Regions from separate parts of the Rattus norvegicus genome. Here region 2 is linked to region 1. A link is a contact called in public Hi-C data. All regions are on one chromosome and are shown on one strand. The core of a region is the stretch at or near the end of the contact, and the rest is flanking DNA. Distances in the headings are between cores, read along the strand shown. Region 1 holds the start of Arhgap21 (Rho GTPase activating protein 21). Region 2 has its middle 42 kb from the start of Thnsl1.

Evidence for each region. A called contact is a pair of places that touch in the nucleus more often than the background predicts.
Region 2: a Hi-C map of liver shows a contact between it and region 1, with 4 times the contacts expected there. The contact joins the enhancer-like site here to the promoter of Arhgap21 in region 1. A contact is called at or near these places in 5 of 12 Hi-C or Micro-C datasets (the A7r5 cell line, frontal cortex, kidney and 2 more) and 1 of 1 datasets of contacts at active chromatin or transcription factors (oligodendrocytes).

Annotation. Positions count from the first base shown.
Region 1 is chr17:88,378,674-88,382,462 of GRCr8, reverse strand. It overlaps Arhgap21 (Rho GTPase activating protein 21), which reads left to right and starts at 1,985. Exons shown (of 25, transcript NM_001191693.1): 1 at 1,985-2,059. The coding sequence starts at 1,985.
Region 2 is chr17:88,663,554-88,667,342 of GRCr8, reverse strand. No RefSeq gene overlaps it. Among named protein-coding and RNA genes, the nearest start is that of Thnsl1, 42 kb to the right of the region's middle. Within about 2 kb of position 2,147, at least 38 of the 93 cell types and tissues checked have an H3K27ac peak or open chromatin away from gene starts, as enhancers often do. A contact at or near this core is called in liver, where this site is marked.

The DNA of each region.
Region 1 (3,789 bases), core at 736-3,235:
TCTAGAAGCCCCATGTCCCGTAGCCTCTCGCCCCACCCGCTGCAGAAAAGGGGCCGCCGTCCCCCAAGACCTGTCCCCGCAGACAGCTGCAAGGCTGTGCCCGCTCTCGGAGCGGCGCACGGGAAGCAGCCGGAGTTGTGTGCCCGGCGTCAGGGTGCGAGGAACAGAGGGCTAGCGGGTGCCCAGGTTGTGGGGGGCCTGGAGAGCACCATCCCTGTCCCGGGCAGACTTCCTCCTCTAGCTTGGCTCCCCGGTTCGGGTGACTGCAGACCGAAAACTCCTCGTCCCCGACCGTCCCCCGGGAGGGGAGGGGAAGGAGGTGGGGTGGGAGGAGGTGGATCCAGAAGGAAGGCGCGAGCAGTCCGCCCCCGGGAAGCAGCTCGCGCGCCCGCCGGCCCGGCCAGTCTCGCGCTCGGCGATCGCGGGCGCGTGGGGCCCCGGCCGGCCCGGCGAGGGGAGAGTCCGGCGGCCGCCGCCCCGCCCCACGCCCTCCCGCGGCGCCTAGAGCCCGGGGCCGGCCGGGGCAGGTCGCGGCGCTGCCTGGGAGCCGACCCCTAGCCCGCGTTCTCCGTTGCGTGGCCGCTCGTCTCACCGCCCCGGGCTGAGGCGCGGGCCCGCGGAGGCCGCGCCCGCGTGTGCGCAGCGAGGGAGGCCGGGGCACAAAGGCGAGCGGCCGGCGCCGGGGTCCGGCGGGCCGCGGAGGAGGGGCGGCGCCTCATGAATATTAACCGAGCCGCGGCCTAGCGCGCCCCGCCGCGGGCCGAGCCGCCGAGCGGAGCCCTCGCTTCCCGCACGCGCCCGGGCTGCGCTTCCCGGGAACCCGCGCCGGCGACCCGCCTCAGGAAGGGGCGGAGGAAATAGTGGTAGGTGGGTGGTTTGCTCTGCGCTTTCCCCTCTGCTTCAGGTGGCCACCGGGGAGGGCGAGCCGGGGCCGGGGCCGGGGCGGGGGTCGGGGGTGGGGGCCGCAGCCGGGAGCTGAGAGTTGCCGGGGCCGCTGCTCTCCTGAAGCATGCCCGGGAGCCGGAGCGGGAGCGGCGCTGCGTCCCACCCGCAGCCGCACGCCTCCCCACCCATCCCCGCCGCGGGCCAAGGAAAACAGCCGCCTCCTCGGGGGCGCGGGCCGGGGCTCAGGGCAGGCTGCCACGGGCGGCCGGAGTCACCCGCGGCCCGGGCGGCCGCCGCCGCAGACGCCGCCGAGCCCACGCCCGCCCCGGTCGGAGCTGGCTTTTTGTTTGTTTGTTGGGGAGTTGGAGGGCGTCTGCGAGTCTAACCCGGTAAGGAGAAAACTTCGCTTAAGAGTAGGTATCCGGGTGCTGCAGAATGCACACACGGCCTCGGCGTTGCCCAGGAAATGCAGCACTTGAACCAGGATTTTTTTTTTTTTTTCCTTGAAGGCTTCATAGCAGCCGGGCGTGTTTGACACAGCCACCGGGGCAGTTCTGAGGTCTGGTTCTCTTTCTCTCTCTCTCTTCCCGACGTTCAGGCGTTTCCCTTCTATTTTTTTTTTTTTAATGTTGCATGAGAGGATTGTTTTCTTTGCAGGGTTCACCTTGGACTAATTCTTCGGATTGTGGGAGAGGGGGAACTTGGTCTGGGCTTGTGGCAAGGCTAAAGATCGGCGCCTGGGGAAAGTTCATGTCCTTCATTAACTTCTCCCTGTTCCAGGAAGGATCTCCGAAAGCTGATTTTTCTCTGGCCTCGGAGTAACACCGCCTGGAAGTGGACCTCTTCTCTCTGCACTTGGCCTCCGCCATACCTGCCAAGGAAACCTGTCGCCCCTGAACTTTAAGTCTGGAGAAATGAAGTCTGTTGAAGAGGGCATTTGAAGGGGCTTCCCGCAAGTCTTTATCTCGTATGTTTTTTGACCAGCCCTTAACCCTGCATCGCCTCAGAACTTGCTGTGGAATTGCTTCCCGTTTGGTGTGTGGTGGTACCTCTCCAATGTGGACTCCAAAGGATTTGTCCCTTTACAATTTGAAATGAAATGATGGCCACACATTGGACTGGTCTGCCTGAGGGAGATGGTGACAAACTCAAGGCCTGTGGAGCCGCCTGTGAGGTAAGCCAGCTAGCTGGGCGGTGGCTTATGTCTGGGATCATCCTAAGAGTACAGGGTCGTCTGCCATTGAGTCTGTCAGCTGCTTGGTGGCAGCGCCCCAGTTGACCAGGAGGGAGGTGAAGCCTGGCCTACTTTTGTTTCTAGGGACTTTAGCGATTAATAAGCAGGAACAAGTCTCTGTCTTACGTGCCAGAATCCTGGTTACCCTTTTGAGCGGGAGCATTCTTCCCTGCCTGGCCGAGAAGCATCCATTTTTCCTCCAGTGTTTTGGACATCGGTCTGCTTGGGGGTGGCTTTATGTGTAACTCCGCGCGTGTTACATCCTCAGTGGTGAGGGCAGCTGGTACGCTTGGTGCACCTGGAATCCAGTGTTTTCAACTCTGATGGGAGGGGATGCTGGTTCCTAATGGTGCCGATAGCAGCTTTGGGTGGGATTCGAAGGCTTCCCAAGGGCAATTTAGGCTCAGTCTTGGAAAACGCCTGTGGTGTTGAAATTCCAACCTCCTGGAAATCTTCTGGCTTTGCTGCTCTTTTATTTATGCTCAGTTGGCCCTTACACGGCTGCACAGTTCTGTGAACTGCTCTGGGTGGTAGGTGGCTTTCACTGAAGTTCAGAGAACAGCTGGCTGGGAAGAATTTACTTGTAAAAAAGAAAATTGTTTTTTGAGCTACCCGAACAGAATTTGTAGAAAATCTATTCACTTCTGGCCTCCCTCGCGCTGGTGTTCTCTTTTATTCTCCTTGTATTTGAGCTGGTTTATGTGGAATTTTTGTCCCTGGTGGTTCTGTCACATTTACTTTGTTTTGCATAGTTCCTGTAATTTGCTTGTTAAAGGCACTGAACATTGTTGCTCTTTATTGAGGCGACAGCCAGCGATGGCAACATCTCCAGTGAGCCCTCATATGAGCTCACTATTTCTTTTCCTCTGTTGTAAATTTTCTCCTCATGGTCTTTGGAACATGGCTAGTTCTAAGCATGAGAACTTGGACATTGAGTCACTTCAGTTTTGGTCTGGAAAGCATGCAGAAAAATGTGCTTCCCAGTTTTCTTCATTTGGGGATAGAAAGTTTGGGTGGAGGGGGCTTTTTGTGTGTTGGGACAGTTTATTGTACAGAGCTTCAGGTTTGCAGCTAGAACTAGTTCTTTACTTTTTTGCTGTCAGTAAACACCTGCTTGCAGGTAAATCGTGGTTAAGTCTGACACCACAATCTTCTGATCACAGTAAACCATAATGACGCCTTTTGGAAGACCTACCTACAACCTGGTGATTGCTTCTTGGGTACTGCAGTTACATAATAATGTATGCTGTGGCCCCACAGCCCTATTTGTCATTGTCTTGTGAACACTTTAATTAGCATGCTGCTCGCATTGTGTTTGCAAGAGCTAACGTTTATTTGATAATATATGTGTGTGTTGTTGTTTAAGGGTTGCTCTCAAACCGAGAATGTAGACACATCTTGTACTTGTCTAGGAAACAGTGCTTACACTTAGCTGCGCACTGCTTTGATTGACAGTGGCGGTATGTGTATTTTTAAAGGCTCCGAAATGTGTTTTCATTTGGGCATTTTGCTTGTGTGGCTATTTCTGGGTGAGAGCGAAAAACAGTATTGTCTTATTTCGCTCATTTAAAGAGTCCTCGGATTTTGTATTAAATGACTGTGTATTGGTGTTTTAAAGACTAGTCTTCGAGTCTTTGTGCTTCAGAAAACATTTGCAAACCGGCAGGTGG
Region 2 (3,789 bases), core at 898-3,397, 280 kb before region 1:
TTATGAGAAAGGAATCTCACACAGACTTTGGACATAGCCCTGGGCAAGTATCTGGCTGGCTAGTGAGGTCTGAAAACTCCTCGAGTTTTTATTGTTTTCCTAATACTTTTAAATTTATGAAAAGCAAAAGCGATTTTTTTAGTGTGGGTGTGGGTGTGTGCGCATGTGTGACAGTGTCTGTGTGTCCCCCCACAGTTTACATGAGCACTGTCAACTCCGTTGCTGTTTTACTCTGTGCTTGGCCCATGTTAGCAACAGACAAGTCAATCAGGACATAACAAGTTGCAAAGCCTAGTGAAAAAAAAATGTAAATCACACACACACACACACACACACACACACACACACACACACACACACCCTACTGTGGGTTACTGAATTCATTTTTAAAAAGAAGTTGAGGTGCTGCCCTGAAGGAGAAAATGCCGCCTGATGTCTCGTGGCAGTAGCAGACCCAGATGGCCCGCTTAAGACAGAAACTTCTGTGAAGTGAGGAGGACACTTTCAAAAACACAGCTCCTATTATTTCCAAAGGGCATTTAAGGACACCACTGATCTTGGCTTCTGGTCTGTGCAGGGCAGAATCATCCTGCTGGTCCAGTGTGTGGGTCAACCGCTAGAGGGAGGCAGGGACCTGAACTTCCACAGCAGATCATCCGGCTTGTCTACAGAGTGGAAGAAGTTTCACTTCATCTGTCTTTGGAGACCGCTTAATTCTTAGATTGATTCTTCTCTTCGATAGTCGTGGAAGGGCCTCTGTGTGTTCACATTAGACAGTGAGGGACGTGGGATCTGTACACACAGTAGGGCCTGTCTTGCATTTGCAGAGAGAAGTCAGGAAGCTTATAGACGTGCTCTCTGAAAACATCCTTGCCTTCCCCACGCTCTCACCTGCCTGGCAACTTGAGGACAGGCCAGCAGCCCCTGCTTCACCCGCTGCCTGGCTCTGGTCACACTCAAGGGTAGTTAAACAAGCTAATGAAGCAAAGGATCCGTTGCCTTTCAAAGTCGTGTCTGCCGTATGTAGCCAGTCCCCTCAATTCGTGCAAAGGAGACATCTCCAGGGTTATCATCTGTCAAAAGGCCCCATAGGCATATGAACAAGTGTCCACTTGGTACTAACTACTGGAGGAGACCAGATGCTCTCTCCCAAGGAAGCAGTAATCTCTGGCATGGATGTGTTATGAGGAACCATTTTGCATCGCATTCTAACCATGATTCCAGTGACTCTCTGGGCCAGCAACTGAAAGCACTTTTCAGCTAAGCTGGTAAAAGCACCTACCACACAAGCCTGATGACCTGAGTTCGATCCCCAGATCTAACAGTAGCCGAGAACCAAGCCTTCCTCGGCTCTCCTCGTGTTATACTGCGACACTGGATCCATGCACACACATACACACAATGATAATTAATTTTCAAAATTAACTCTAAATGAAAACTAGCACTTTGGAAAACTAATGAACAAATTGAGCTAGCCCACTTCTTGTTTTCGAGACAGGATCTTACTATCTATTCCAAGCTGACCCAAACTTAACACCTTCCTCCCTCTTAACCACAATAGCTGGCTAATCTTAATTAGTGGGTTTTTTGTTGTTGTTGTTGTTGTTGTTGTTGTTGTTTAAGTAAATATCTCAGTGCTCAGTCATATCTCCAGGAGCACTGGCTGCTCTTCCAAAGCGGCCAGGTTCAATTCGCAGCACCCACATGTTCACGGAACCTGTCTGCTTGAAGACTAGGCACACATGCTTTTAGGCAGAGCACTCACACACATAAAATGAAATAATCTTTTTTTTAAAATGCAAAGGCTCAAAACCTGAGAGAAATATTCCTAAGAGCTGACCTTACCTCATCTTTCTTAATTTTGTATGTTAAGATATTCATTTTATAATCAAAAAGCGGAATGAACCACTTTTAGGGAGAAAAGCGGTTTTTCCCCTTCTGTGAATGGCTATAAAGGAGATTGTAAGCAGCGAGAAGAAAGGATGGTTACTAAGAAAGTGCTCTGCCAGGAACGGTGTGGTGCAGAGTGCATGGAAGGGGTAGGGAAGCTAAAGGGCACTCACCTTCCCTGCTTCCCTGCACAGTGCCCCGCCAGGCACCACTCTCCATTATAGGAACTCAGGGTGGCTGGGGGAGGGGAGCAGAGGACAACCTCCCAGCATGCACTGCCTGCCGAACACAAGCCCTTTGGAAAACAGGCTGGTTAGAGAGTGAGGGTGAAACCTTTGCTTGGCAGGCTTTGCAAGGCAGAGAGAACCGTTACCATTTTAGCAAGTTTTATTTGTATTCTGCACAGTTCACTTCACAGTGATTATAAATGACCGAAATAATTTTAATTAACTCATAAATGTTATTCCTTACTGCACAGAAAAGCACTTGCATTTTAAAAAAAAAAATAATCGGGGCATCTGTAAAGTGGAATTAGCAAGAAATAACTACCCAGAGGAGGCAAGCACGTGTGAGTGTTTGGAAGACCTGGAGGGGGCGGTCCCTCTTGGAGCTACTGTTCCTTCTAAGACCGGAAGTAGAGGAACTAGGTAAGATGCGATGTCTGAGGGCATGTTGCCTTGGAAGATGTTTTTTACTTAATTTAAGTAGAATGGTTGCAACTCCCAGCAGACATGCAAATGAGCATCTAGAATTTTAGTAGGGGCCCAGGAGTCTCCACAATGTCATCAGTTCCTTATAAGTCACTTGTAATTCGCCTAGCGAAAGGCTCCATGGAAAGGGAGGATAGTGGGTTGCCGGGGTGGGAAATAATGAGGAGAATAGAGACAGGCATTATCCACCAGCAGACTTTTAAAGCTAAAGAAATTAAATGACCAAAGTAGGAATAACGAAATTTAAAAACACCTGAACCCAGGAAAAAGTAGGAATGGAAGCAAGATTTCTATCTTCAGCTCATTAAGATGAATAGCGAAACCCTTCTCCATTGGGCTTCCCTCGCCCTCCAACTTCAGCCAGCAGAGGGGAGGATGTGGGGACCGTGAGACCGTCCACAGGGGGCAGGGAGAATCGCTAGACTTTGACCAGGTAAATGTTGCTCTTCACCCTCTTATCTTCCCGTGACTCTTGTTGACCTGCGTCGACTGAACACTGTAAATGATTAACTGGTTGAAAGGAAACTCCGAAGGCTTGTGATCATGTCTCTCAAACACATACTTTCCCTTCGCAGCTGATATTTTGGAGAAACTTTTCTTGCAAGCTGGAATATCGGTCCATCTGGAACAAGCATTTCTGTTATTATTTCTTTAGCTCTCAGAGAATTACTGTGCTATTTCTCCGAGGTGAAATAGAATGGGGAAGTCGCAGGACTTCACGCTATCACGAGTCTCCTATGCAGCCCGATTTAGAGAGTAGCATGGAGCCCAGCCAAAGAGAAAACCACAATGTGATTCTGCTTCTCCCTTGGGAAAGAAAAAGGACGACGTTTCTGATAATAGGAGAGAGTGAAAGAAAGCCTGACACTGTAGGAAGAGAGCTACAGTGACCATTGCATGCCACATGGGTCGTATAGGCAAGTTCTCTGAAAAGATACCTCAAGGCTTATGAGTGTACAAGCAGAAGCAGGGACCCAAACAGAAAGCACTATTGCTATGTCAGCCATTAAAGAGGGGTGACCTTTAAGAATACACTGTTGGACTACAACGAGCATTTAATATCAACTTTTCCTCTAATGAAAGGGAATAAAACAACAACGGTCACAGACAAACAAAATTGTATGCAAATGTATAAATACGTCTTTTAAAAGCGTTGGCTTTGGGTTGAAGAGCCAGCTTGGCAGTTTAG